Linked DNA regions of Mus musculus: regions 1, 2, 4, 5, 6 and 7 are each linked to region 3. A link is a contact called in public promoter capture Hi-C data. All regions are on one chromosome and are shown on one strand. Each heading gives the region's core, a stretch centred on a gene start, on an enhancer-like site or on the middle of the called end of the contact. The rest is flanking DNA. Distances are from core to core; before and after follow the strand shown. Region 1 holds the start of Svbp (small vasohibin binding protein). Region 2 holds the start of Btbd19 (BTB (POZ) domain containing 19). Region 3 holds the start of St3gal3 (ST3 beta-galactoside alpha-2,3-sialyltransferase 3). Region 4 holds the start of Eif2b3 (eukaryotic translation initiation factor 2B, subunit 3). Region 5 holds the start of AU022252 (expressed sequence AU022252). Region 6 holds the start of Pik3r3 (phosphoinositide-3-kinase regulatory subunit 3). Region 7 holds the start of Mast2 (microtubule associated serine/threonine kinase 2).

Region 1 (3,318 bases), core at 187-2,686, 1.1 Mb after region 3:
TCCATGCCTGTTCCTGTTTAGAAATCATATTGGTACACATATCTTTATGAGGAACAGGGGACTTAATAATGCAATGGCCTCAGAGTATTGCCTAGAACAGAGGAAGCCCCAAGGGAAGCAGTTATTGTTATTTCTCAGGCTCTTCTCCTCCTTGGCACCTTTCTTGCTAACATAACAAATGAAAATGATAGCTAGAAATTTTAGTTTACACCCTTTTGATTATCCGTGGGGCTGTTTCTCTCCCTCCTTCTCCCTCTACTTCCACCTCTCACACTCTGTGTGTGTGTGTGTGTGTGTGTGTGTGTGTGTTGGCTGATATACTTCTGATTCCTGTGGTGGTTTGAACATGTTTGACTCAGGGAGTGGCACTACTAGGAGATGTGGCCTTGTTGAAGGAAGTGTGTCACTGTGGGGTTGGGGTTCGAGACTATTCTCCTAGCCACGTGGGAGACAGTCTTTTCCTATTTGCCTTCAGAACAAGATGTAGAAAAATGGCTCAGTGGTTAAGAGCACTTGTTGCTCTTGCAGAGGATCTGGTTTTGGTCCCAGCACCCACAACTGCCACAAATGGCAGCTCACAACTGTCTTTAATATCAGTTCCAGGGGATTCTATATCCTCTTCTGGCCTCCAGCACCATGCCTGCCTGCACACTGCCATGCTTCCTGCTATGATGCTAATGGACTGAACCTCAAGACCTGTAAGCCAGCCCCAATTAAATGTTGTCCTTTATAAGAGTTGCTTTCGTCATGGTGTCTTTTCACAGCAATGGAAAACCTAACTGATACAATTTCTGTCCGGCTGAGGGTATAGCTCAGTAATAGAAGGCTTTGCCTAGCACATGCTCTGGGCCCTGAATTTGTTTTGTTTTGTTGAGACAGAGTCTCACTGTGTAGCTTTGGCTGGCCTGGAACTCATTATGTAGACCAGGCTGGCCTCCAACTCATAGAGATGTTTGTGCTTCCCCTTCTCAGTGCTAGGATTAAAGATGTGCACCACCAAACTGGGCTAGGGGCCCTGTATTGATAGATAGATAGATAGATAGATAGATAGATAGATAGATAGATAGATAGATAGATAGATAGATAGATAGACAGATCATTTTTTTCAAAGCTTTCAAAGCATTGTGGTAAACAGGATTCCATTTGATCCTCCTTATAGATCTATAAATCAGGAAGGAAGCAATCAGCAGTCCTGACTTTCTTGATTTAGAACCTGATGCTCAGAATTCCAGTGCTAGCCAATTTCAACCACAGGAATCAGATTCTGCCTTTCAAAGCCTTGCAGTTGTCCCAGAAACTAGAAGCCCGGAAAAGCTTTGGTTACTTGTAAGAATGTCCCTGCCCCAGGCCCCGCCCTCCAGCCCCAGGCCCCGCCCTACTCGCCTCCGATCCCGCCCCTCCCGCTCCGGCCACGCCCAGGTGTGCTCGCTGCGCGGGCGCAGTGGCTCCTGCGGGAGGGGCACCTCAGGCCGCGGCCCCGCCCTCCCCGGCGCGCCCCGCCCAGTCCAAGGGCAGCGGGCTGGGCGCTGCGGTCCCGCGGAAGGGGGGAGCTAGGGTGAACCCCGCGTGGGGGCTTGTCTACGACGTGGCGGAGGCCGTGAGCCCGAGGCCGGGTAAGGAAGCGCACGGACCCCCGAGCCGCCATCTTGCTACGGAGGGGCCGGGCGGGCGAGCGGGCGGGCGGGGCTGGCAGAGGGGGCTGCCGCGGACCGAGTGGCTCGCCCCTCGGCCTCTGAGACCCGGCCCTACCGTACGCCCCCGGGTTGGAGCTGCTTTCTCGGGCCTTCTCATCTGCTGCTCACCCGGGGTTGGTAGGGAAATGGCCAGGAAATGACTACTGTCCCATTGTGCAGGAAACTGAGACTCAGAAGTGAGGAGACTCGACTAGGAACGCACAGCAAGGTGCTGGCAGTGGGACTCCAGGGCACCCTGCCTCACCTGCCAAGCTAGGGAGTTGGGAGAAAGGACTAGCAAGCGGTTCTCTTTTTGTACCATCAGGTCAGAGCTAACCAAGAAGCATTCAGAAGCCAAACCATGGATCCACCTGCCCGGAAAGAAAAATCCAAAGTTAAAGAACCAGCCTTCAGAGTGGAGAAGGCTAAGCAGAAATCTGCCCAGCAGGAGCTGAAGCAAAGACAGAGAGCAGAGGTGAGATGAAGGAGGGAGCTCTGTATGCCTGAGCGAGCTGGAGAGGGTGCTGGAAGAAAAAAAAAAAAAAAAAAAAACCAGCAGAGGAAACTTTACTAGGGGTCCCTGCTTGTCCCAGGCATTGGTCCCCCCAGAGGGAGAGAGTCCAGCCAGGTCCCAAACGGTGAAGCGGAAGCCCAGAGTCACATACCAAGTTAGTGTCAGAATCCCAAGCTGGACCGGGTCTCCAGTTGCCTCCTGGCGCAAAGCTTTTGTGTTAGTGATCTGAGGAATGCATGAAAAGAGAAGAGGGTAGCTATGGGTGGGAGAGGGATCAGGGTGGGAGGAGAAAATGAACAAATGAATGAAGGAGAATGCTTGAAGTGCCAGTGTGACCCGTGACCCGGTACACATGGGCATTTGGTGCAGAGAGTATCTAGTTGGTGAGCGGGATGGAAAAAGCCCTCACTGGAGAAGCCTGACAACCTGAGAATCCATACATATGCGGAAGAAGAGAAGGTCTACATAAAACTGACCTCCACACTTGCTGTGGCACACACACACACACACCACCACCACCACCACCACCACCACCACAGCTACAGCAACAGCAGATTTAAGTGTCTGCTCATGACCGTGTAAAGGCCCAAGCTATGAGCCCACCAGTGTGCTTCTTTGTTCTCTCAACACTTAACAATCATTTAAAGATAAAAGGCTTTAAAATGTTTACATGGCTAAGGAACCACATCCAGACACGAGTATTTTAATATCCAGTATTAGGGAAACGCTTGCTGGTCTTTTCTGCCTCTTTGTTGTGTGTGCTTGTGAGGACATTTAAAGTACAGGAGACACCTGCATATTCAGCTTCTCAGACTGGTAGTGGTTAGTAGTAGTATCGCATTTTCCTAGAATTTTCCTAAGATAAATAAAGCCACATAGAAATGTGACATCTCCTTTGACTGTTTGTCCTATACCTCTTCTCCCTCTCTGTGGCTAAGCCCTTTTGTTTAATGCATTTCCATTCAAATAGATGAATACATTACCTGTGCGAGTATGTTTTGTTTGCATGGCATTTTAGAGATAGTCATACTACTCTTAAGAATCTGTTTTCTTTGTTCTTTATAGTGTCTACATTATAAACATATTTTTAAAAAGATGTGTTTTTCATTATGTGTGTGGTGATATGTGACC
Region 2 (3,765 bases), core at 956-3,455, 1.0 Mb before region 3:
AACCTTGCCATCCTCCCTAAGCCAGAAGCACAAAGCCTCCATATATGTTAAGCATTTTCATGTCTCTCCTTCCATTCAATCATGGGCCAAAGCCAATTCACCGTTGCACTGAAGAACCAGCCATAAATACTTCCTGTGCTCACTCAGCACACACTGAGCATGTACAGATCCTGTGTACACAGAGAGCTATCATACTCTGTGTGAGAAGGTCAGACTATGAAGGAGACGATGAACTGAAAGGCAAGGGAGACAAGATGGCTTGCCTGAGACACTCACCTCTCGAAGTTCCTCCAGCCCATATTCCACAGCTGTTGTCAGCACCTCCAGCACCTGCGGGGGGGGGGGGGGGGCGAGGAGGGAGAGGGGAGTGGCTGAGGGAGCAGAAGGGAGTTTCCCCCACCCCTCAACCCACAGCATAATGGGCATCCTTCTGACTCGGGCATCCTCATCTTCTCTCCCACCCAGACCTCTGCTTGGTAGGCTCACAGAGTGTTGGTGCAGCTTGACACTGTTGGTGTATAGGAACTCCAGCACAGCTAAGAAGGCTTCGGCAGGCACAGTGCTTAGCACCACAGGACTAGGTACCCCAGGGCCCAAAAGTCTCTGGAAGAAGTTACATCTACAGGCCAACAAGCACCGGTGGGCAAATACCTCTTGCCGTTCTTGACCAACCACAAAGCAAATATCACTGTGGAAGAGAGGGAGGGCCAGGGGAGGGGATCTCAGACCTAGATCACACTGTTGGCTTTACCTCTGTCACACTAGGGCTTCTTTTTGTGTGAGGTCAAAGCCTACATCTGGAAGACACAAGCCTGTGCTCTAGTCTCAGTTCCACTCGGTGACTTTATATCTTTGACTCTAAGACTTTTCAGCCATGATGGCAGGTCTCAAGGGAGTGGACTATGCTTGGTTCACAGGGGGCGGGGGGATGGGGGGGTAGGGGGATAGCAGAGCTCATGCAAGCCAGGTTGATGTCTCCCCAGTCTGAATCTTGGGGGAGAGGACACTCCTCTTGGGACGCCTTCACCAAATGCCAACTCAGCATTTTTACCCTTCTTCCTGTGGGAGGGTGTGAGGATGTGGGGTACAGAGCACACTGACTGCAGACAGACATGACAGTGATCACCATCATGAGGTGAGACCACATTTTCCATCTTCATAATCACTTCCGGCCCCAGCCTCTGTGTTAAGTAGGGGTAGGAGGCAGCAGCGAGCGCTTCAGCTTCCAAAGCCTCCTGCCTAAGGCTCCACTCTTCAGGCCAGACTGTGGCACCCTGTCCTCAAAAAACCGAGAATTATGGCAGTCTTAACCCTGGGGAGCAGGGCAGCCTCTGAGAGTCTGGGGATGGGAAACAGAGTTCTTGTCTCCCATGACCAGCCCTGCCCCCAGTGAACTCTATTCCTGGTTTCAGACAGCACTAGTCTCTTGGGCAAGCAGTGGGTGGTCGGAAACCTTGAACTACTTCCTGTCTGGGTCTCCGGCTCGATCCTTTGGGCTTCGTTCCTCTTATGAATCGCTAGAGCCATCCATACCTCTGTCTCTTCAAGATAAGACGTTCCAGTGCTCAGTCGAAAGCCCAATGGGGGTGAATCAAATCATAACCCATCTTTCAGGGCCGAGGGGGTGGAGGAGAAGCCAGAGAACTCAGGCATTGCCTGAGTTCACACAGCTGCCCTCCCTTCTATCTGCCACTACCCCCGCCTCTGACTCTCAGGGTAGTGTGGCCACAGACAAGTAAATTTCCTCTATAGCTGACTTCCTCACAGACTGAGTTCCCCAGGGAGGCCAAGTGTTCTTTCCCGGGCTTCCTTGCCCTTAGCCTCCTCAAATTCACAGGCCAGCTAGGGAAAACCCCCCAGGGGGCCACTGCCTCACCTGTACTGGGGGTTGTTGATGAGGCTTCGAAGTGCTGTGGAAAAGGGTGCAGCCTGCCCACGTACCACCAGTCCTGGGTTCTCCATAAGTGCAGTGGGCAGTAGGTTAAAGGGTGGAACAGTCTAGAAGGCCTAGCCAGGCCAAGAAAGACCTGAGAGGGAGGGCAGGAGCTGGAGGCCTGTTTGCCGAGGAGCTAAAATATAGGAGCAGAAAGGCCCAGGTCCTTAAAGAAGGCCTGAGGTTCAGGAAAGGGATGCAGATGCAGACAGGACCCAGAGAAGAAGCTGGGGCTAGAAAGGCCTATGATCCCGGGAGAGGCTGGTGGTGGATGAGGCCCAGGTTGGGAATCTGCCCAGGCAGCAGCTGGGTGGGAAGCCTGTGGGTTTCCATAGAAACTGGAGCTGAGCCTGAGGAGGCCCCGCCCATCTCCCTATACGCCCAGGGGGGGAAAAAAATCAGCAGTAGAAGGGCCCTAAGATGAGTCTGAGGGCCCTAGTGCTGGCTGGCTCCCCGCCTACACTGAGTTCAGAATCCAAGGCCTCTGCTTTTCTAATCCCTTCCCACGGCTGCATTTTAGAAACACCCGAGACATCACCCCATCAGGGAAAATTCTCAAACCTAAGTGTGGTTTTCAAGGCTCAGACTTAGCTTGCCTGGGAGGGGGCAGCCCCACACCTCCCAGAGCAGGGGAGGTGAGGTGTCAGTTCTAACAGGAGTAGCGCAGCCTCTGGCAGCCCCGAAAAGCAATCCCCCTAAGGAAAGAGGTGCTGCCTACAGGTCCCAGACACGTGAGTAGGTCAGCAAAGGTTAAGAAACCGGACTTAGAATCACTGAGTCATGGCCATGCCAGGCCTGGGTCCTTCCCGCTGAACCAATAGGCCTCCCTTCAGCACATAGCTCTGAACTAAGGAAGTCATCCAAGCCCCACCCTGCCCTGAAGCGGAAATGTTTGTCCTTGTTGAGGCTGCTGGGGAGAATGCTGAACCATGACGTGCTCTTTCCTGTGAGCCCAGATACTAAATTCCTAAGAAGCTGCCCCCGCAATCTCAAGGTTTTAGCATATCCCAGCCCCCCCCCCCCCCCGTGACTTATTCACAGATGGCCAGGCCAGATCCAGTGGCCCCCTGGTGGGTTTTCCTCTCGTGGACCTGTGAATTAGAGGAGGCTAGCTAAGGGTGAAGAGGCAGGGAGAGATTCATATGAAATAGTGGCTCTGAAACTAGGACCTTTCTGAACAGTGCACCTCTCTCGGCACCGGCTCCCTTAGCCTGTGATGCCCTAGAACTCCAAGCCCCCGTGGACCCTCTCTCCCTGGTAACTCAGAGCGCCCCTCCTTTCTGCAGGTGCCCATAGCAGGAACACTTAGGTTATTCCAGAGTTTGGCCAGGGGAAGGATTTCTGGGAGGGAGAGGTGTGCTTGCCACAGCCCCATGGTAACTGCACAACACAAGCCTTCCTCGCCCACAGGCCTGTCAGGCCAGCTCAGTGAAGACTGTGGGGCCAGCAGAGCTTGGAGGCCAAAGGCTGCAGGTGAGTCAGATGCCTGCGGGAGTTTCAGGGGAAGAGGGCATCCGTCTCATAGGTGATTCCGAAGGAGTTAGAGACCCAAGCAGGACGATGGAAGTTGCTTCTCCCCATGTCTCCCACCTCCAGATGCAGCCGGTGGAGAGGGAGAAAAGTCCCACCGTACACAGAGCAGGGAAGATGATTAAGTTCTCTACCTCTGAGGCTACAGAGAGCTGTGGGAGTGATGGAGTCGGGTCTGTCCCTTCTGGCTATTGAAGAAACCCAGAAACCAGCTTCATGTCCCCATTCTGCTGATGAAGTCAAGTGGGAGGAGAAAGGGGAAGTGGATCTAGCCTCCTGTGACCAAGGGAAAGGAACACTGG
Region 3 (3,251 bases), core at 2-2,501:
ATGTCTGTTATTTTAGGAGACTATATGAAACTCCCATCTGGTCATAAGGTTTTACTCCAATTTTTAATCCTCCAATCTTTCTTCTTTTCCTTTCTTCAGTCTTTTGAGACTGGGTCTTGCTATGTGGCTCTTGTTGACACGGTTTTATTATTCTATGTAGCCCAGGCTGGCCTCTGAAGCAATCCTCCTGCTTCAGCTTCTGAGTGCTATTACAGGTGTGCACCTACTACCCCGGGATCCAATTCCTCTGAGTCTTTAATTGAAAGTTTAGGGACACAAGTGGAATTGTCATGATGTCTACTGTGCTACATGTCAGGAACCTAACTCTAACTCGTGGCTTTTCCTTCCTTCTCAGCCCATTATCTATAGTGCTAATAATTCAAAGGACCTCAGAGAAATGTGTTAAGCACTCTTTGCTTTCTGGGATAGCAGCCGGCTCCCTTCATCGGTCACTCCCTAGGTTAATTACAGTGACTCAGTTTTACCACCTCCCCGTACTCTAGAGAAACAGACAAAAATTAAATTTATTGAGGAATCATAAAAATGGGTGCTACTGTAAAAAGGAGTCTAAACACATCTGTGGGACATCCGCCTAACCAAATCTACCGTCCTCACTAAGCTTTTCTCTCGCAAACAAGACCACTGAGAAGACAATGAGGAAGCACTCCAGAAGAAAGGGTAGCGAGAAGACGTACTTTGATAAACTGACCCGGTCGCTCCGAGGAGGATCTGGCCCCGGGGAAGGCAGAGATGACAACCGCTACTCTTGGTGACTCCCGCTAGGCTTTCCCCGGACTTTCTTGCGCTTGTCCCACAGCGGGTCCCGGGTGACCGTGACCCTCCTTTGCGCTCAGACTCGCGCGCCTGGGACACTGCACACAGGTGACCTCGGCGCGCTCGGCCCGGCTCGCGCGGCCCTCTGGCAGGCCTGGCCCCCACCCGGGCCCGGGCTTTGGTCCCCAGCGCGGCTCGGGCCGGTCTGGCCGGGGGAGGGGCGCGGCGGCCGAGAGCTGCTTCGGGGACGCAGGGCAGGCCTTACCGCAGCAGAGAGGGAGGCCGGGGGCGGGTGGCGCCAGGGCGCACGCAGAGCGCGGAGGCAATTGCAGCGCGAATAGCGGGGACAGCCGAGGGGACCCCAGAGGGAGCCCAGGACGCGGCAAGCTGCACGGGCGCCGCCATGGTGGGGACGCAGCGGCGGGACCACCAATCCTGCGGTCCGCCTCGGCGGCCGCGCCGGGGGTCGGGCATCAGCAGCCAATGGGAGCACCGGAACCGGGCGGGGCGCCAGGCAGGCCAATGCGAGGCTTCGCCGCAGGGTTGGGCGGGCCCGGACCCCGGAGACCCAATGGAAGCCAGAGGCCGAATCCATCCCCTCCCCATCCCCGGGCTATAGCTGGGGCTTGGGAGGAGCGCTGCGTGGAGCTGCGGTGCGTGGGGCTGCCCGGCTGCGGTCAGGTTTCCTCTGCTTCCCAGAGGAAGTCTTCTGTCCCTACTTCACCACTCTGCTGTCAGCCCCTGACGCTGGTGGTAACCTCTAGAACGCCTTCTGAAGCCCTATCCAATCCCGTGAGGGTAAGAGGCCTGCTAAGTTCAGGCGTGACCTCGAAGAAAGGTCGCAGATAGGCCACAAAGCCACCCCACATACCCAGTTCAGGAGGTCGCGCCCTCATTCTGCAGCGGAGTGCATTATCCTAAGGCAGAATTTAATACAGAATTTTCCCAAAGAGGAGGTGGGGACATAACTTGGCACTCTCAGATGCCAATCTTATACAAGGTATACAAGACATAAGTTTCTGCTTTGGCAAAAAGCTGAAGTGCAGTCTTTGGCTGTGGTGGGTCATGAACCCAGACTAGACTACACTGGCCAGGAAGTGCCTAAGGCAGACCCAACTTTGAAGTTGAGCAAGTTTAAAGCCCCAGGCCATCCCCAGCACCAGAAAAAAAAAAAAAAACAAAAACAAAACCACAGGCCAGTTTTATGAGACTTGGGAAAGTCCCATAGCTTTTTATGAACTGGGAATTTTCTTATAATAGGCCAAAAATATTTTTGAATGGTTGACTTAACTAATCATGGTAGTGGTGGTACGTACTTAACTACTCTCTAAACTGAAGCAGGATTAAACATTCAACAACTTTGTGGGTCTCAGTATCTTTGGGTTTTGTTTTGGTTTATTTTGTTTTTGTTTTAGTGTCTGCATGAATGTATGTCCCAGTGCCTGTGTATCCCAGAAGGCCTCATAGCCCCTGGAACTAGAGTTACAGACAGTTGCAAGCCACCAAGTGGACAGTGACAACTGAACCTGGGTTCCCCAGAAAAGTATTCTTAAGGGCTAAACTATCTCTCCATCCCACAGTGGGCTCTTCTTAGGGACAAAAAAGTAGAGAGGGCTGTCGGGTATAGCTTGGCAGTAGTACGTTTGCCTCAAACATTCAAAGGCTTGAATTCAATCCTCAACTCCCATAGAGCTGGGATTACACCAGGCACGAGATTATCCGGTCCTTTAGCAAGGCTGAGGTAATGAGACTCATGGGGAGGAACTACGGGTGCCTGAGGAAGTTAAGTTTTCCTCTCTTCCACGAACGCTCAGCCCCAGCCATTTTCCCCTGAAAATCCCCGAGTGAAGAACAGAGGGGCAACCTTCTTTCCTTGGCTCCAAGGATTTAGCTGTGAAAAAACATCTGTGAAACTCTTCTCTCTTTCCCCAGAGCCAATACTAAGTAGCAGCTCCCAGGCTACAGGGGTACCGAGCACATCATCTAGCACCGGGGCACAAAGCTCAGGCCAGCTGGAATACGGAGGCTGTGCAGAAAGGAGCCTCGCACCAGCTCAGGATCACCTCTTCTTGTCAAAGACTGGGTCTTCCTCCAGGGAAGCAATCAGCAACGACAAGCACTGCAGAGGGCAGCTTCTGCAATCCATGGGGAGATCAAGGGTCTCTTGCTATTCAAGCACCTACAGCATACTCTCCTGGTTCCACAAGGATGGAATCCTGATGCAGGAAGTGATCTGTATATCAGGATGCTGATGACATCAAAAGGGGTTTAAGTGAAACCTCTCTTGAGAAGACCGTAGTCCAATCCTTCCCGTTAACTCCTCCAGGAAAGCAAAAGGAGGTACAGAGAGCCACAATGCCCTGGATGCTCAACGGGCCACAGCACCCACCTCCGTGAACGGTGCCCACCTCAGCGAACAGCTTCCCAGCCCCTGCTCCACAGCCTGACCCAGGGCCACTTGGGCTCATGGGGCAGAC
Region 4 (3,610 bases), core at 419-2,918, 1.1 Mb before region 3:
GTCAAGGCCAAGGCTCAATCAAAGGTCCAGGCCCAGGCCTAGGCTCAGACTGTGAAATTCCAGTTTAGACTCATGCTCCCTTTAAGTTGTCACCGTTGTGGTGTCCCCACTCCCCACTCCTACTTTTGAGACAGGTCTCCTTATTTAGCTCAGGATTTACAGTCCTTCTCCCTCAGCCTTTGAGATCACAGACATGCAATACCATGCACAACCACACTAAAAGCTTTTATATGCCAATATGAAGACAGGACTGTAGGCCCTGGGCTGCAGACACCATGGGGCTTGTTTCCTCCTGTGCTATCTGAGTTAAGAAGCTATTAAAAAAGAGTGCTTCTGTCTCTGTTTTCTTACGTTATGTTCATTATACATTCCACAGAAAAAACTTATGTTCCTTGCTATAGCCTACAAGCCGGTGGGGTCTGAATTCTCTGGTCTCCTCCATCTGGCTCCCTCTGGTAGCCTTTACTCACCCACTTCCCCTCTCACTTTATTTCTGCTGCAGTGCCCTTCCTACTCTTTATTGAACTCCGGGGTTTCTTTTGGGATTTGTTTGTTTGTTGCTGTTTTTTTGTTTTTTTGTTTTTTGAGACAGGGTTTCTCTGTGTAGCCCTGCTGTCCTGGAAATCACTCTGTAGACCAGGCTGGCCTCGAACTGACAGACATAGGCCTGCCTCTGCCTCCCAAGTGTTGGGATTATAGGCATTCACCACCACGGGCAGGATCTTTGCACTTGCTGTCTAGTCAGCTTGCAAGGCTCTTTCCCAAGGCTCAACCCGACTTACTCTCTTCAAACCATTAAGTGCTATTGTAAGACCCCCAAAGCTGGGCCTCAGCTCAAGTCCCGGGATGAGCTGGCCCGCACCCCAATAACTCAACAGCTCTTCTCTGCCGGGTATCCTTGGTAAAATTACAATTATCGCATCTCTGGTTGTAAGGTATAGAAACAAAAAGGCTTTTTGCTGGCTATAGAGAACAAAGAGCTTCTTTCTAGCTGTATTTTTAGAGAACAGGGAAAACAAGCTTGGGGGAATGTTTTAGGGGCTTTACCTCCCAGGGAGAAACGCTCTAAGTCCGGTTCTCACACTATCAGAAATGAATTTATTGTTTGAATGGCTAAAGTTTGCTGACACAAAGGCCAAATCAGGCATCTTGCACACTAGAAGCCTAACCAACCGCTGGCTTGCAAGGGAATTTAGTAGGTGTTTTGTTTTGCTTTGTTTTTTTAAATTCTTGAATCTTCTATGAGTGTTGGTGCAGGTCTTTAATCCCAGTCTACCGGGGGCAGAGGCAGGGGAGATTGCAGCTGGCGGTTCTCTGTGAGTTCGAGGCTAGCCTGGTTTACAGAGTGAGTTCCAGGACAGCCAGGGCTACACAGAGAAACCCTGTCTTGAAAAAAAAAAATCACAAAACAAAACAAAAAGTATTGACAAGCCAAATTTACAGTGCCGTGAGGCTGGGATTTAGAATGGCAACTCCGAAACGTTAGAGATTGAAGGGGACATTTAACAAGCACTAGGCAGCAATACAGAAACTCCACGCCACGGCTCGTCGGTCGCTTGGTCTCCGGCACGCTCCGCAAGAGCATCCTTGCCTTCTGCCATCTATTACTCGGCACTCGTTCCTCCTTCCTGAGTCGGCGCGTCGTATCGAACCGCTCGGCCACCGCGCGCCTGCGCTCTTGGCTTGTCAGCCAGAGGCGGCGTGGGGAGCGCTGGGAGAGGCTGCGGCGTGCGGATAGCTGAGGTAAAGCCGGGGCTAGTGCGGTGCCAGGCGGGGCACGAGCTGGCTGAGCAGGGAGAGCGGCGCGCGGATGCTGGAAAGCCGGGTTCCTGTGAGGGAGGCCAGCTAGCCGAGCAGGACCCGAGTAGGCAGACAGGGACTGCGCTCCCGAAATCGCCGGGCGAGACACTGCCGGCCCTGGCCGTAGAGCCATGCGTCCCGACTGGGGGACTGGAGAGTCCAAGCCTTGTGCAACAGATGGAAAAACTGAGTTTCAGGGAGGGACAGTTCTGCCCGAAGTCACACCGAGTGAGCACTAGACTCCCTTGGTGCCTTGCTGACATGGTTTCCACATTATTTATTCGTCCCACATTTATTTGGGCTCAAGGCAGGGACTAAATGGGATACAGTAAGGCCCTTTTAGGCAGCGCGCAAAGGTTTGGCAAACCAATTACAATGCAGTAGCCGATCTTACAATTTAGGACAGAAGACGGCAACTGTGAGGAAGGCATGACTGGGACTCTGTAAACGCCTCCTGTAAAACTTGGAGGCTGGTGAGACTCATCGACTTGGTATTGGGAGTCACGACGGTAAAGTTGAAACTTTTAAGTCTAGCCTTATGATTGGTTAGGTTCATAAGTATTCTTGTTTCTTAGGTTGCGTCTTTTTTTTTTTTTTTCCTCCTTAACCCAGAGATTGAGAACAGGAACTTTAGGTTCTAGCCACCTGGGTTCCAAATGTGTTCTTGTACACATTTGAGCTTAACACTAATGTGGGGTTGCTGTGAGGTTCACAGATGCTCATTCCACATATAGTATCTGGCATCTGACTGGGTGTATCCTGACAACACATAGTCCCCAACTTCAAGGAACTCACTCTTAATAGGCATTTAAATGAATGCCTGCAGTGAAGCCTATAAAGGTTGACACAGTCCGTACAGAGTATAGTAGAAGCAGCAGGTGAAAGAAGTCCCATCATTGGTGTGCAAAAAGTTAGTTGTAGCTTCATGCTATGCAAGATGATTTCTGAGCAGAGTCTTTTTAAAGAGTTTTGCTACTTGGTTACTTGTCCCAGGAGAAAACCAGCCTAAAGCAGGAGTAGCCGTAGACCTGCAGTTCTGGCTGCTAAGGTGGTAAGACTGGGAATCACTTGAGCCCAGGAGGTTAATTCACACTTTATAACCAGGTATTGGCACTAGATTCACAAGCATCAATATGATGACCTCTAGAAGTGGTTCTAGAGTCTGGAACCACCAGGTTGCATGTACTGATCTGTAGTGAGGGTCACATCTAGGAAAGGCCATCACACTAGCTATGACAGCGTAATAATACCTGTCCACTTAAAAAGGACCTATAGGGGGCTGGAGAGGTGCCTCAGTGATTAAAAGCAGCGTATATTCTTCCAAAGGACCTAGGTTCAGTTCTCGGCACCTACATGATAGCTCAGAACCATCTATAACTCCACTTACAGGGGATCTGACTCCATATGTGCACTCAACACACACATAAAATTAAAAAAAAAATAAGTATTTGTTACAAAAGAAAACCCAGAGTTATAGCACAGTATATTTTAGTTGGTATAGTGTGTTTTCCGTGATCCAGCATCTGTCCAATAATATGAAACATGTATATAGTGCGTGTGATAGGATGAACGTTACTTTGCATGTCTTATAGAGAAATACTTTTTTATTCTTGTGTAGGGGATCCAGCCTAAGGCCTCATAAATACCAGACAAGTGAGCCCTCATTTAATCCCAACAGCTTCATGAATGTGTGGATGTGTATATTCCTAAATACATAACTACAGCTGCTCTCTCATAATCATGTTGATTATGTGTATTTCCCCAGGACTGGTCATTTGGTATTGGATAATCAATTGATGTTCACTATTTC
Region 5 (3,536 bases), core at 22-2,521, 1.1 Mb after region 3:
TTTAAAGCAGCCAGGCTCCGACACTGTAAAAGAGTCTTCAGGGGAAGTCTTGCTAAGAGAAGGAAACTGGAGTCCCACTTAGCCCTATGAGCCTCTCCACCTCAAAGATCTCATTTTACAGATCCAGAGCTCCAGAGAGAAACAATCAAAACCAATCTGTCAAAACTTCTACGGTCTTTTCCATTATTTTGCATATCTTCTTTATTTTACCTATTATGGAAACCGACGCCTAAGCTCTGGACATAGTAATACTGACTGTATCCACTGAAATTCACCATGTGTGACAGCGACCCTTGTAATACCCAGCCTTTGGGAGGCTGAATTCAAAGCCAACCTGGGCTATACAGCAAATGAAACTACCTCCAGTTTTATTGTGTGTGGTCTTTTTTTCAATAGGAATTTTACCCTGTGCCTTTTTGCATGCTGTTTTTGGTAGTGCTAAGAATCAAATTCAGGGCTAGGCAACAGTAAACTACAACCCCAGCAGTTTTTGTTTTATTTTGTTTTGTTTTTTTAAAAAGGAAAGAAAGAGCATATATTTAAGTTCCACAAGCTCCTGGGTAACAGATAAAGACCTTATGGGAAGCAGAATAAAATGTGACTATTTAAGAATTTGGTATAGAAGCCATACATTTAATCCCAGCATAGGGTTTTGGGGTTGGAGGGTGGGGGAGGAAGGTGGATCTGTCAGTTCGAGGCCAGCCTAGTCTATAATATAGAGAGTTCCATGACAGCCAGAGTTATGTAGAAAGGCCCTGTCTCAAAACAAACAACAACAGAGGAATTGGGATAGAGTGATCCTCTTCGTGTGAAATGGAATGGTAACTTCAGTACTGCCGAGTTCACAGGCTGTCCCGAGCCCAAAGAGGCAGGGTAAAGTACGGAGATGGCTATTCCTCACCTTCTGCACCTGCTCGGCGAGCGCCACGAGGTCTAAGGGGTCCCCGACCCGGTGGGTGTGGTAGGGGCTCACCAGAGCCAGGCCGCCGGGGGTCGGGGTGAGCTCCACCAGGGCTCCTGCGATACACACCCGAACACAGGCGTAAGTTGAAACCCTCAGCCTTCCGTGAGCCAGCAGGAAAGAGCCACCCGGCTGCGACCTCCTACCCAGGCAACTCAGTCCCACCTACCTCCAGGACCCGCCGCCTCCTTCACCCCCAGATTTCCCGTACCACTTTCGTACCGGCCGGGAACCCCGGGGTCCGCCATAACAGCACCTCGGTCCCACCACCCGCAGGGAGCTCAGTCTAAAGCGCAGGCGCACAACAGCTTGTGGGCGGGGTTTTCTCGTTCTCAGTCCATTGAGCTGTGCGCATGAGATTAGAGGCGGAGCCTCACGAAGAGTAAGTGTTTGGATTGGTTGAAAGCAAGAGGCGGTACAAGTTTCCTTGCCACGAGCTTCTGGACTTGGGGCGTGGCTCGTCTCTGGGCGTGGCTTCTGTGGGGGGCGGGACTCTGGAATGTGCCCCAGGCGAGCAGTCCCGTTAAGTGGAGGAGCAAGGCCATGGCGGTGAGCGAAAGGAGGCTGCTGGCAGCGATGCTAGCGGTCGCCGCCGCCGCCGCCTTACGGGTTGCGGCGGAGTCTGAGCCGGGATGGGACGTGGCAGCCCCTGACCTGCTTTACGCAGAGGGGACCGCGGCCTACTCGCGCGGGGACTGGCCCGGGGTGGTCCTGAACATGGAGCGGGCGCTGCGCTCGCGGGCGGCCCTGCGTGCCCTCCGCCTGCGCTGCCGCACACGCTGTGCCACCGAACTGCCGTGGGCACCGGACCTGGATCTCGGTCCGGACCCCAGCCTGAGCCAGGACCCGGGCGCCGCCGCCCTGCACGACCTGCGCTTCTTCGGAGCCGTGCTGCGCCGTGCCGCCTGCCTACGCCGCTGCCTCGGGCCGCCCTCTGCCCACTTGCTGAGTGAAGAACTGGACCTGGAGTTCAACAAGCGGAGCCCGTACAACTACCTGCAGGTCGCCTATTTCAAGGTGCGACTGGTCCGGAGCCCGGTGGCCGGGAGCGACCTGGGGAACTTGGGGAGCAGAGCAGGGATGAGACGGCAGGGAGGCAAGGGACCTCTTGGCTAGGGAGCTCTTGGCGGACTTTGGGAGCTTCACCCGGTTCTTATGGGCAGATGCTAACCCTAAAGGTCCAGCCAGTAGTGACAGCCCAAGCCAAGAAAAACCTGACCTTTTTCTTTTGGGAAGGCCTCCTAGAGGGAACCGAGGCGGCCGCTAGGGTCTCCCAGCAGTACTTCATTGCAAGTGTCCAAGTGCTTCTGCAACATCTTCCTTCCGGTTCGTTCTCCAATCATGCTTTCCCTGCTCCCTAATCCAACAGCAGCGCTCTTTCAGGACGTGGGATTGCCACGTCGCCAGCAGGGGCTGCCTGGCTCCGCCCTGTGGAGGACCCTCTAGCTAGTATTTTTGGGTTTTTTGTTTTTAAGAAAATGACTGTCTTTTGGGATGCCACAGCGATTTAAGGCCAAGTCAATAAGCGGGCTTGGAACGCCAGCCTTGTCTGCCCGTGATGACTGGTAACATATATTTCCAGGACTCCGTTAAAGCACTTTACGTTTGTTTATTGCCTCATTTGCCCTGATACATACAGTATCCTTTGAGTAAATGATATTAGTCCCATGTTAGGGGGGTGGGCTGCTCATGCAGACTACATAGCTACAACAGTTTCACAGACCTTTCAGTTCTACCTAAAGAAAGACTTAGAGGCTCGTGGGGACCTCAGATTTCTGCTTTGTCCCCTCGGTTCCTTCTGGTTACTGGAAAGCATGCTGGGATGACTGGGTTCTTACTGATTGGGTCATGCCACTTAATAGCACTACTTAAAATTCGTTGCCATTTATTGAGCACCTACTACATTCCAGTTCTTGGACAGGTGGTTAAAATGATTGCTCCTTTGTTTTTCCTTGTGTCACTGCTAGGAGTCACTGTACTAAGGGCTAACAAAAAAGGTTATGTAGCTAAGTTAGGACTGGGGGGAGACAAAGGAGGGAAACTCCAGCTTTGCCTCAGTTAAATTAGGCCTGAGAGAGAGGAGCCACTGAAGAATGGTTATTCCCCAGAGAGGGGAAATTGGAGCTAGAGTGTGATATATCTGGGGCCATGGGGTAGTCCCGTCCGTGACTCCTGCGTGGGGAGACTGGGAGTGACTAAGGAGTTTAGTGAGGCTTCTGCACACCTCAGGCAGCCATCACCAGACCTCATTTTCAGAATGTTAATTCTGGAAGGAGAAATTGGTGGTGGTGAAAACAGGAGAATTAGGAGCCCAGTCCACCAGAGGAAGCTAGGTGCCAGTGCTCAGAGGGAAGAAAGGAAGGGCTGGGGGTGCGTAGCAGAGGAAACAGGAGTAGTCCTGAGTGCTCAGGAGTGTAAGCTGGGCATGGTGGCACAGTGCTCTACAGCAGCCCTAAGATGCTGCTATTCTGTATTCTCACCACCACCGTGCAGTTGTTAGCTGCCCTTTTGTTAGCTGCCCTTTCTGCAGCATTCCCAGGTAGTTGCAGCTTTAGTCACTATGTTTAGTCAGCTC
Region 6 (3,378 bases), core at 191-2,690, 1.9 Mb before region 3:
CTTTGTTACTCCAGTGTAAAGAGGAAACAGCCGTTTTGGCCTCCTCAGACTGTATTGTATGGCAGGATGGCAATTCTAGGCACAGGTTAGCTATTCAGGGTTCCCCAGCAAGTTAATTAGCTGTTTCTGAAATGCATGAAAATGTTCAGCATTTTTTCTGAAGCAAGTCTCAGAACTTTAAGCTTGGAAGGAGGGACCTGTGTGTTAGGAAGTGGGAAACAGAAAAGCGCCTTTTTGGTAGGGGAATGCAACACCTGTGACTTACCACAGAAAACACACAGACACTGTAATTTAAAAAATCTATTTAATTCTTATTTCTTTATTTTCTGATTTGAGTACTAGAACTGGAGGGCTCGATGAGATGCCTCACTCTTTGCTTGAGCGTAACTATGGGTTCTAAAGTCCTTCAGTGTGAAGCGGAGTAGCGGGGGGGGGGGGGGATGACTCCCCAAGGAACATTCAAGGTTCAGGTACCCTCAGGGAGTGTGTGTGTGGGGGGGGTGGGGTGGGGGACGATGGGGATCTTGTCTGGACAGAGAGTCCTGCAAGTGGGCTTGGCGACCTTTGCTGTATCTGATGATTTAACACCGGGGTAGGGGAGGGCGAACGCAGCAAGGTGAAGAGGTTTGTGAGGAGGAACTCTGCCCAGAGACTTCCAATGGAGCAGAAGAGTGTGCGCCCCGCCAAGTGACAGCACGCCCCGCTGCCGCCGCTCCCCTCCCCCCGCAGCTAGTCTCCAGGCAGAAGAGTCTCGCGCCAGCCCGTTCTCCCCCTCGTCACTCGTCCGGGAGGACCGAGCCACAGCGGGAAGCCCCGCCAGTCTCCGGGCAGCTTGAGCCCCCGAGCGCTCGCCCAGCCTGTCAGTAACCGCCGTTTGCGCCTTCTTTCTTTCTCCACACCCCCTCTTCTTCCTCCTCTTTTCTTTTCCCCTCTGCCTTTGTCCCGCTTAGTAACTGAGGTCCGACCAATCGCCGCCTTACCGGCCGGCGCCGGCTATCTCCTGATTGGCTCGCTTGGGGCGCGCAGCCGTCTCCGCTCCTCAGCTGGAGCAGGGCAGACAAAAGACGCAGGCTCGGGCTCCGGCAACCGGGCTCAGCCAATCACCATCCGCCCCCCACTCTTGGAGGAGCTCGCGTGCGCCCGGCTCCGACTCCTGGCGAGCGGCCAGCGCCCGGACTGTACCATTCTGAGCGAGGCTAGGGGGTAATGGCAAAGTCTGATTAAAGTGTCGAGTCTCGCAGGCTGACGGGGAGAGTTAAAAGTCGAAGCGGAGGGTGGTGGCAGTCTTCATTTCTTAGGCACTTGACAATCTTTGCAGTTAAGGTGCAAAGGAGTGGAAAGGACAGTCGAGCTACCGGCTCTTCCTCCTGTCCTGCCCGGTTGGTTGGCGCCTCAGCGGGGGTGGCAAGGGGGGAGGGCGGGGGAGGAGGTCCCCTCAGCGCAGTTAAAATGAAACTCTAGTGGTTGGAGCCAGGGCAGAGCGTGAGGGGAGCCGGCGCTGTCGTGGTTACCTTTACTACTCGGGCACAGTCGAGCTGACTGGACTCTCCAAGGGGTCGCCATCCCGAAGCTGCGGAAGCTTGGGTTCCCAGCCTGACGCGAATAGAGCCCGAGTCCCAATCCCAGAGGGAATCGCTCTCCGCAGACCAGTGGGACCCCGAAACTTGAACGCAAACCCCCTTTTCAAGCCTTTGTCACTTCCCCAGCTTTCTCCCAACGCGTTCTTTTTTCCCCCTTCCTCTCCATTCTCTCTTCTCCGAAGGACACAAAAGTGGCTTCCGCTGAAAGATTAGGAGGCGGTGGGAGCTTTTCCCTTTGGAGAGCGATTGTGTAGGAAGGATTTTCGGGAAGCTGCTTTTTAACACCACTGCTCTTTGCTTTCCGAGCTTCCCTGTAACCCTCTGAGGTAAAAACCCCGTAGCTTGAAAGTTCGGGGTATTTTGTTGGGTGCTTTAGGAGGAGAGAAGAGGAGGACCTTGTCCTCATCCTAGTAGTTTGGCTGGACTTGTACTGGCCGTTGGAAACCCCCAAGTACATTTCCGTGTGGAACTTTTGCAAATATATATTTAGATTTTAAATATCAGATAAAAGATATATATGCTTTTTATATATTTCCCGACGACCTGCCCCTGACAGCGCGATGTACAATACGGTGTGGAGTATGGACCGCGATGACGCAGACTGGAGGGAGGTGATGATGCCCTATTCGACAGAACTGATATTTTATATTGAAATGGATCCTCCAGGTATTTGAGAGCAAACTTGTTATTTTTATTATTTTTTAAAATTTTTGGATGGGTCTGATTTGTGCTTAACAAAACCCCGGTGACGTTTTCAGGCCAGAAGTATTCTTGGGTGCGCCAGGTTCGGGATGAGGGGTAGATTGCAGTTATAGCTGCAGTAAAACTGCTCTGGCTTACACCTTTAAAGTTTGCAGTTAGGACCCTGATCCCATTGTCCTGAGGGGGTGGGGGCGGGGGGACTGGAGTGGGAGGAAAGACCCGTTTTGGTTTGGCCTTTGCATGTCATTCAGGGTTTTGACGGCCCTCCACTTTTTTTTTTTTTTTTAATCAAGATTTCTGCTGGCAAGGGATGTATTATAATCCATGCTTGAAGAATTTCCCTTTGTGGCGATTCCTTAAAGCTTATACTTTAGTGCAGTTATCTGCTATGGTTCGTTGTTATTTTACCTTGGTTAACTTTAGAAACTGAGTTGCCTTTGTGATTATTCATTTTGAGACTCCGTGCTTCTCTCATAGAAACCAAATGCCGGTTAGTGATTTTCAGGGATTGTGCGTTCTTATTCATTCATGGCCTTAGTCTGAGGCTTTTTTTCTCCTATGCATATAGTTTCTTAGGTCTGCATGTAGTATTTTACTACTCGTTAATTAATTTATGGTGATTTAACTTAATTTGGGGGGTAGAATTGATATAATTTCGACTCTTAAAAATAAAGAATCTTTCTCTTTCCCGTGAATGGGATATATACATATCTGTGATAGGTTTCTATATATGTACATGTGAATTGTACATATAAATATATTTTTATTTGAGGACTTTGAGGCCACTAGAGTTATTTTGTGTTTCTCACAGTGAAGGAGAAAACAAAACAAAACAAAGTTTTTTTGTTCTTTAAAGTGTGCCTCATTTTATGGTTATTATAGCTGTCAGATATTCAAACCCTCTTTGCATTTATAGATGGTGCTTTATGTAATGATTTTAAATAAGCAGAGGGCCTTTGTGATTCTTTGTTTTTAATTGAGGATAAATTGGTTGCCTTTTAAACTGTGTTATAGTTAACCTACAGAATAAAGTGTTTCTCATTAGAGAACCTTGCTTTTTATAAGACTATATATTTTTGGAAACATTTGAAAGGAA
Region 7 (3,724 bases), core at 20-2,519, 1.7 Mb before region 3:
TCTTACAAAGTCCCTGTCAATATCGTTTCACTGAACTTCCTTCAGCTGTGAGTAGCAAGTTTATCCTAATATTGGCGACCTTTATTCCCTACTCATAAATACACCTACTATTGTCTACTAAATTACACATCCTGTACATTCGAGAATCCCATGAGTACTTTTACATTTTATCTCTTTTCCCATTAAGGGTAAACTAGAAAGCAGAGCCTTCATCTACAGATTCTCTGTCCACAGCACCGGCCTTGAGACTGGACACATTCAGGCACTTTTTATAGTGGTTTTAAAGTGGTAGATAGTTACTGAGGAGAACGTTAACGATTCTGAATACTTGCTTATAAAAGTATAATGGCCACCAAATGAGAATGCTTGCAAATGCCCCGTTTTTATAACTGTGGGGATAAACTCTAAGACCAGTCAACACTATCAAACTGGCATTTCTCCCTTAAAACTATTCACGCCTCTAGATAACTCCATTTAGTAAACCTACTCTTTGCTGCTCATTCACCCTGCCCACATTCCAGCACCCATTCTCTCCATCCAGAGCCCCAGGCTACCCCCCAAGACCATTTTATTCATTCCTCAGACCCGCCCTACCCCACGTCCAACTGCAACCCCAGGCCCCCACCTTCATTTCTCCACTCCCCTTTCCTCAGCCTCGTCAGACCTCCCACTCCTCCTAACCGACTCAGTAGTCCCCACCCTCACCACCGCAGCCCGATCCTCCCGCGAGGACCCCTCCCCCACGGCGCCCACCCTCGCTGGCGGACCCCAGCCCACCTTACCTGCTCCCTGCTGTCGTGCCCCAAAGGCCCGCTCCGCTCCTCCAGTAGCTGCCTCCCGGGCGGCGCTCGCCGGCGCGGGGGCAAAGACTGCGGCTGGGGCAACTCGGCCGTCCGCGGAGCCGCATCCTCCCGGCGGGCGGGTGGCGGCTGCGGCCGCTCGCGGCAGCGGCTCCGCTTCATCTCCGCGTCTGGGCCCCGCGGGCGTTAGCACCGCGACTGCGCCGGCCTGGCTCGGCCCCGGGCCGCAGCGCTGCCGCGGCAAACCCGGTCCGCGGCCAACATGGCCCGGCGGGCACTTGAAGCCACCCGCACCCGGCCCGCGGTTTCCCCGCGCTTCCTGTGGGCTGAGGCGCCGAGACCTTCCCGGCGCGCCTCACGGAGGCAGCATAGCCGCCGCCGCCGCGCCCTCCGCCGCCCGGCACACGCTCGGCCGGCCACCCGCCGCCGCCGCGGGCTCCGCCGCCAGCCGCCGGCCCGCCAGCCCGCCCGGCCCGCCCCTCGCGCGCGTGCACGGCAAGCCCGCCTGCCGCCCACAGAGCGCGGCCAGCCGTGCACGCGCTGGCGAACGGTCGCGAAGACCCGCCCGCGGCCGCGCCGCGCGCTCTGAAGCGGAAGGGGGCGGGGCTCCCGGCGCGCCCGCGTCGGCTGCAGGACGCCCTTTGATTCTTCCATTCATCCCTTTGGTACACACTGCCTGCCGGACTGAACGCTGTCCAGACTGGGAAAAGACTTCCAACGGGAGGGGGGACACCAACACTCTATTTACCAGCAGATGCTCACCTAGTTCTCCCCTACGCTTCAGAGACTAGTTAGCTCATCCTCATGTTAGAAATAAGGAGACTGAGATGTAGGGAAACGAGCCCAGTCACAGACATATCAATATGTCCCAATAAACCCTCCCATTAGTTGAGGGTTCCCATTCTTGTCGCTCTGTCTTGTTTACACTGCCTTTGACAGTTCCACACAGTGTGACAGTGTGTAAAGTCCTGTAAAAGAAGTGATGTATTCCTTAGGGGTGCGAGACTAAAAAGGCTTTGGAAGATCTGGGCTTCCCACTGACAATGAAGTCATCCTGTAGACACGGTCCAGCCTGCTGCGGCCTGGGCAGCCTGACCTGCCCCTTCCAATGACTCATCTGCTTTAACAACACGTGGCAGACAGCTCAGCCATGCCTGGCCTCCTTCTGGCTTCAGCTAGTCTGCCACAACGCTGTTTTTCCTCTTTTGACCTAACCAGAGTTCATTCCCAGAAGCTTTTCCTGCCTGTTTCATTCATGTATCTTTAGCCTCCTCCCTGAACCCTTTCTGAGCAGTAATAATGACTAATACGATGGAGCCTACTGATTTCAGACACTGCATTCAATTCACATACACATAATGAGGTCATTGCAGTGTTCATTGTACAGTGGAGGGAACGGGGTGAGTTATAGTGCAAAGAGAACTCAAACGAAGGCCTGTGAGGTACCAGAACACACACACATAAGCAGTGTGTGGGACAACCCATGAAGCTATCTTCTACGTTCCCTGTCCCAGGTCCTCCCCATGCATCCAGTTGACTCGGTAGAAACAGAAAGCCATCCTTGGTTCCTTCCTTCTTCTCATCTCTCATATCTAATAATGAACAAGGCCTGTTGGTCTGTAAACTCGATATCTTTCCAATCTGCCTTCTCCTTTCATCCCATTTGTACTAACTTACCCAGCTCCGCCTTCCCTCACCTGTTTAAGTGGGAAATTCTCCCAACTAGTTCCCCTGCATCAAGTCTTATTCTCTTAGGATCCATCTTCCCAAAGACTCTCATAAAAATCTCTGTAATACTGTCTTTGCTTAGACTAGTAAAATAAAGCTCAAGATGAAGTATACACTTTCTTCTTTTTCTTTGTTTTTTGTTTGTTTTTGTTTTTGTTTTTGGTGACAGGGTTTCTCTCTGTAGTCCTGGAACTCACTCTGTAGACCAGGCTGGCCTTGAACTCTGAAATCCACCTGCCTCTGCCTCCCAAGTGCTGGGATTAAAAGTGTGCACCACCACCGCCCAGTCAAGTGTACACTTTCTAAGGCAAGGCCACCATCCAAAATCCATTCTCTGCCTGCCTCTTTTTTTCTATTAGCCCATGCTGTTGCCACTATTGCCACTATTTATAGTTATCTCTGCTACATGATAGGGCCAGCACACTCTTGCTTACGAAGAACAGAAACACATGCTGAATCTGGAGTGGCCACATAGGAGAAGATTAAAATTCCTTTTTTCTGGGGGCTAGAATCTTTTTTTTTTTAAAGTGGTTTTTGTTTTGGGGCTTGGAATGTAGTTCAGTTGGTAGAGTGTTTGCTCAGCATACACACAGTCCTGAGTTTGATCCCAAAACTACATAAACAGAGTGTGTCAAGGGAATTCAAGAGAAACACTAGTCCTGCTCAAAACAAAATGAAACAAAAATAAATTACTATTTCACCCCTGCAAAGCAGTGTAACCCAGTATAGGTAGGAAACAAACAAACAAACAAACAGTATCCTGAGGTTGTTGCTGATGTTTCATAAGGCTGCTTCTCCAACATTGATCTCCATCAATCAAACTGATTAACTCTGTGGTCCTTTCTAAATAAATTCCTCTAGGTTTAGGCACACTCATTTCTACAAGGATTATCTACTGACTCGGCTTTGAGAACAGAATCACATCCTACTTCTTCATCTTTGACTATTAGGAATGGCTGTTGTGGGGCTGGAGAGATGGCTCAGCCGTTAAGAGCACTAACTGCTCTTCTAGAAGTCCTGAGTTCAATTCCCAGCAACCACATGGTGGCTCACAACCATCTGTAATGGGATCTGATGTCCTCTTCTGGTGTGTCTGGAGACAGCTACAGTGTACTCACATACAATAAATAAATAAATAAATTTTTTAAAAAAAGGAATGGCTGTTGTGATAGACAGACTCTAAGGTGGTTCTCATA

What was found. Promoter capture Hi-C pulls out the DNA fragments that hold promoters and counts their contacts. Capture Hi-C pulls out chosen DNA fragments and counts their contacts.
Region 1: a contact with region 3 is called in a promoter capture Hi-C map of cranial neural crest. The contact joins the promoter of Svbp here to the promoter of St3gal3 in region 3. A contact is called at or near these places in 3 of 39 promoter capture datasets (cranial neural crest, hippocampal neurons and stem cell-derived epiblast-like cells).
Region 2: a promoter capture Hi-C map of pre-B cells shows a contact between it and region 3, with 5 times the contacts expected there. The contact joins the promoter of Btbd19 here to the promoter of St3gal3 in region 3. A contact is called at or near these places in 4 of 39 promoter capture datasets (the C10 cell line, hippocampal neurons, liver and 1 more) and 1 of 484 Hi-C or Micro-C datasets (B cells).
Region 4: a promoter capture Hi-C map of pre-B cells shows a contact between it and region 3, with 2.0 times the contacts expected there. The contact joins the promoter of Eif2b3 here to the promoter of St3gal3 in region 3. A contact is called at or near these places in 3 of 39 promoter capture datasets (hippocampal neurons, liver and pre-B cells).
Region 5: a contact with region 3 is called in a promoter capture Hi-C map of adipose tissue. The contact joins the promoter of AU022252 here to the promoter of St3gal3 in region 3. A contact is called at or near these places in 3 of 39 promoter capture datasets (hippocampal neurons, liver and pre-B cells), 1 of 115 datasets of contacts at active chromatin or transcription factors (astrocytes) and 1 of 9 other capture datasets (adipose tissue).
Region 6: a promoter capture Hi-C map of pre-B cells shows a contact between it and region 3, with 5 times the contacts expected there. The contact joins the promoter of Pik3r3 here to the promoter of St3gal3 in region 3. A contact is called at or near these places in 2 of 39 promoter capture datasets (cranial neural crest and pre-B cells).
Region 7: a promoter capture Hi-C map of hippocampal neurons shows a contact between it and region 3, with 4 times the contacts expected there. The contact joins the promoter of Mast2 here to the promoter of St3gal3 in region 3.

The regions. Positions count from the first base shown.
Region 1 is chr4:119,193,874-119,197,191 of GRCm38.p6, forward strand. Svbp (small vasohibin binding protein) reads left to right here and starts at 1,437. Exons shown (of 3, transcript NM_024462.2): 1 at 1,437-1,613; 2 at 1,999-2,148. The coding sequence starts at 2,035.
Region 2 is chr4:117,123,453-117,127,217 of GRCm38.p6, forward strand. It overlaps Btbd19 (BTB (POZ) domain containing 19), which reads right to left and starts at 2,206. Exons shown (of 8, transcript NM_001384196.1): 1 at 1,877-2,206; 2 at 487-688; 3 at 277-330. The coding sequence starts at 1,962. It overlaps Tctex1d4 (Tctex1 domain containing 4), which reads left to right and starts at 3,361. Exons shown (of 4, transcript NM_175030.2): 1 at 3,361-3,406; 2 at 3,530-3,636.
Region 3 is chr4:118,133,695-118,136,945 of GRCm38.p6, forward strand. It overlaps St3gal3 (ST3 beta-galactoside alpha-2,3-sialyltransferase 3), which reads right to left and starts at 1,252. Exons shown (of 12, transcript NM_009176.5): 1 at 696-1,252.
Region 4 is chr4:117,017,734-117,021,343 of GRCm38.p6, forward strand. Eif2b3 (eukaryotic translation initiation factor 2B, subunit 3) reads left to right here and starts at 1,669. Exons shown (of 12, transcript NM_001111277.2): 1 at 1,669-1,743.
Region 5 is chr4:119,231,453-119,234,988 of GRCm38.p6, forward strand. It overlaps AU022252 (expressed sequence AU022252), which reads right to left and starts at 1,272. Exons shown (of 5, transcript NM_001012400.2): 1 at 1,131-1,272; 2 at 902-1,017. The coding sequence starts at 1,209. P3h1 (prolyl 3-hydroxylase 1) reads left to right here and starts at 1,463. Exons shown (of 15, transcript NM_019783.2): 1 at 1,463-1,978. The coding sequence starts at 1,505.
Region 6 is chr4:116,220,168-116,223,545 of GRCm38.p6, forward strand. Pik3r3 (phosphoinositide-3-kinase regulatory subunit 3) reads left to right here and starts at 1,441. Exons shown (of 10, transcript NM_181585.6): 1 at 1,441-2,246. The coding sequence starts at 2,141.
Region 7 is chr4:116,462,954-116,466,677 of GRCm38.p6, forward strand. Mast2 (microtubule associated serine/threonine kinase 2) reads right to left here and starts at 1,270. Exons shown (of 30, transcript NM_001369061.1): 1 at 783-1,270. The coding sequence starts at 962.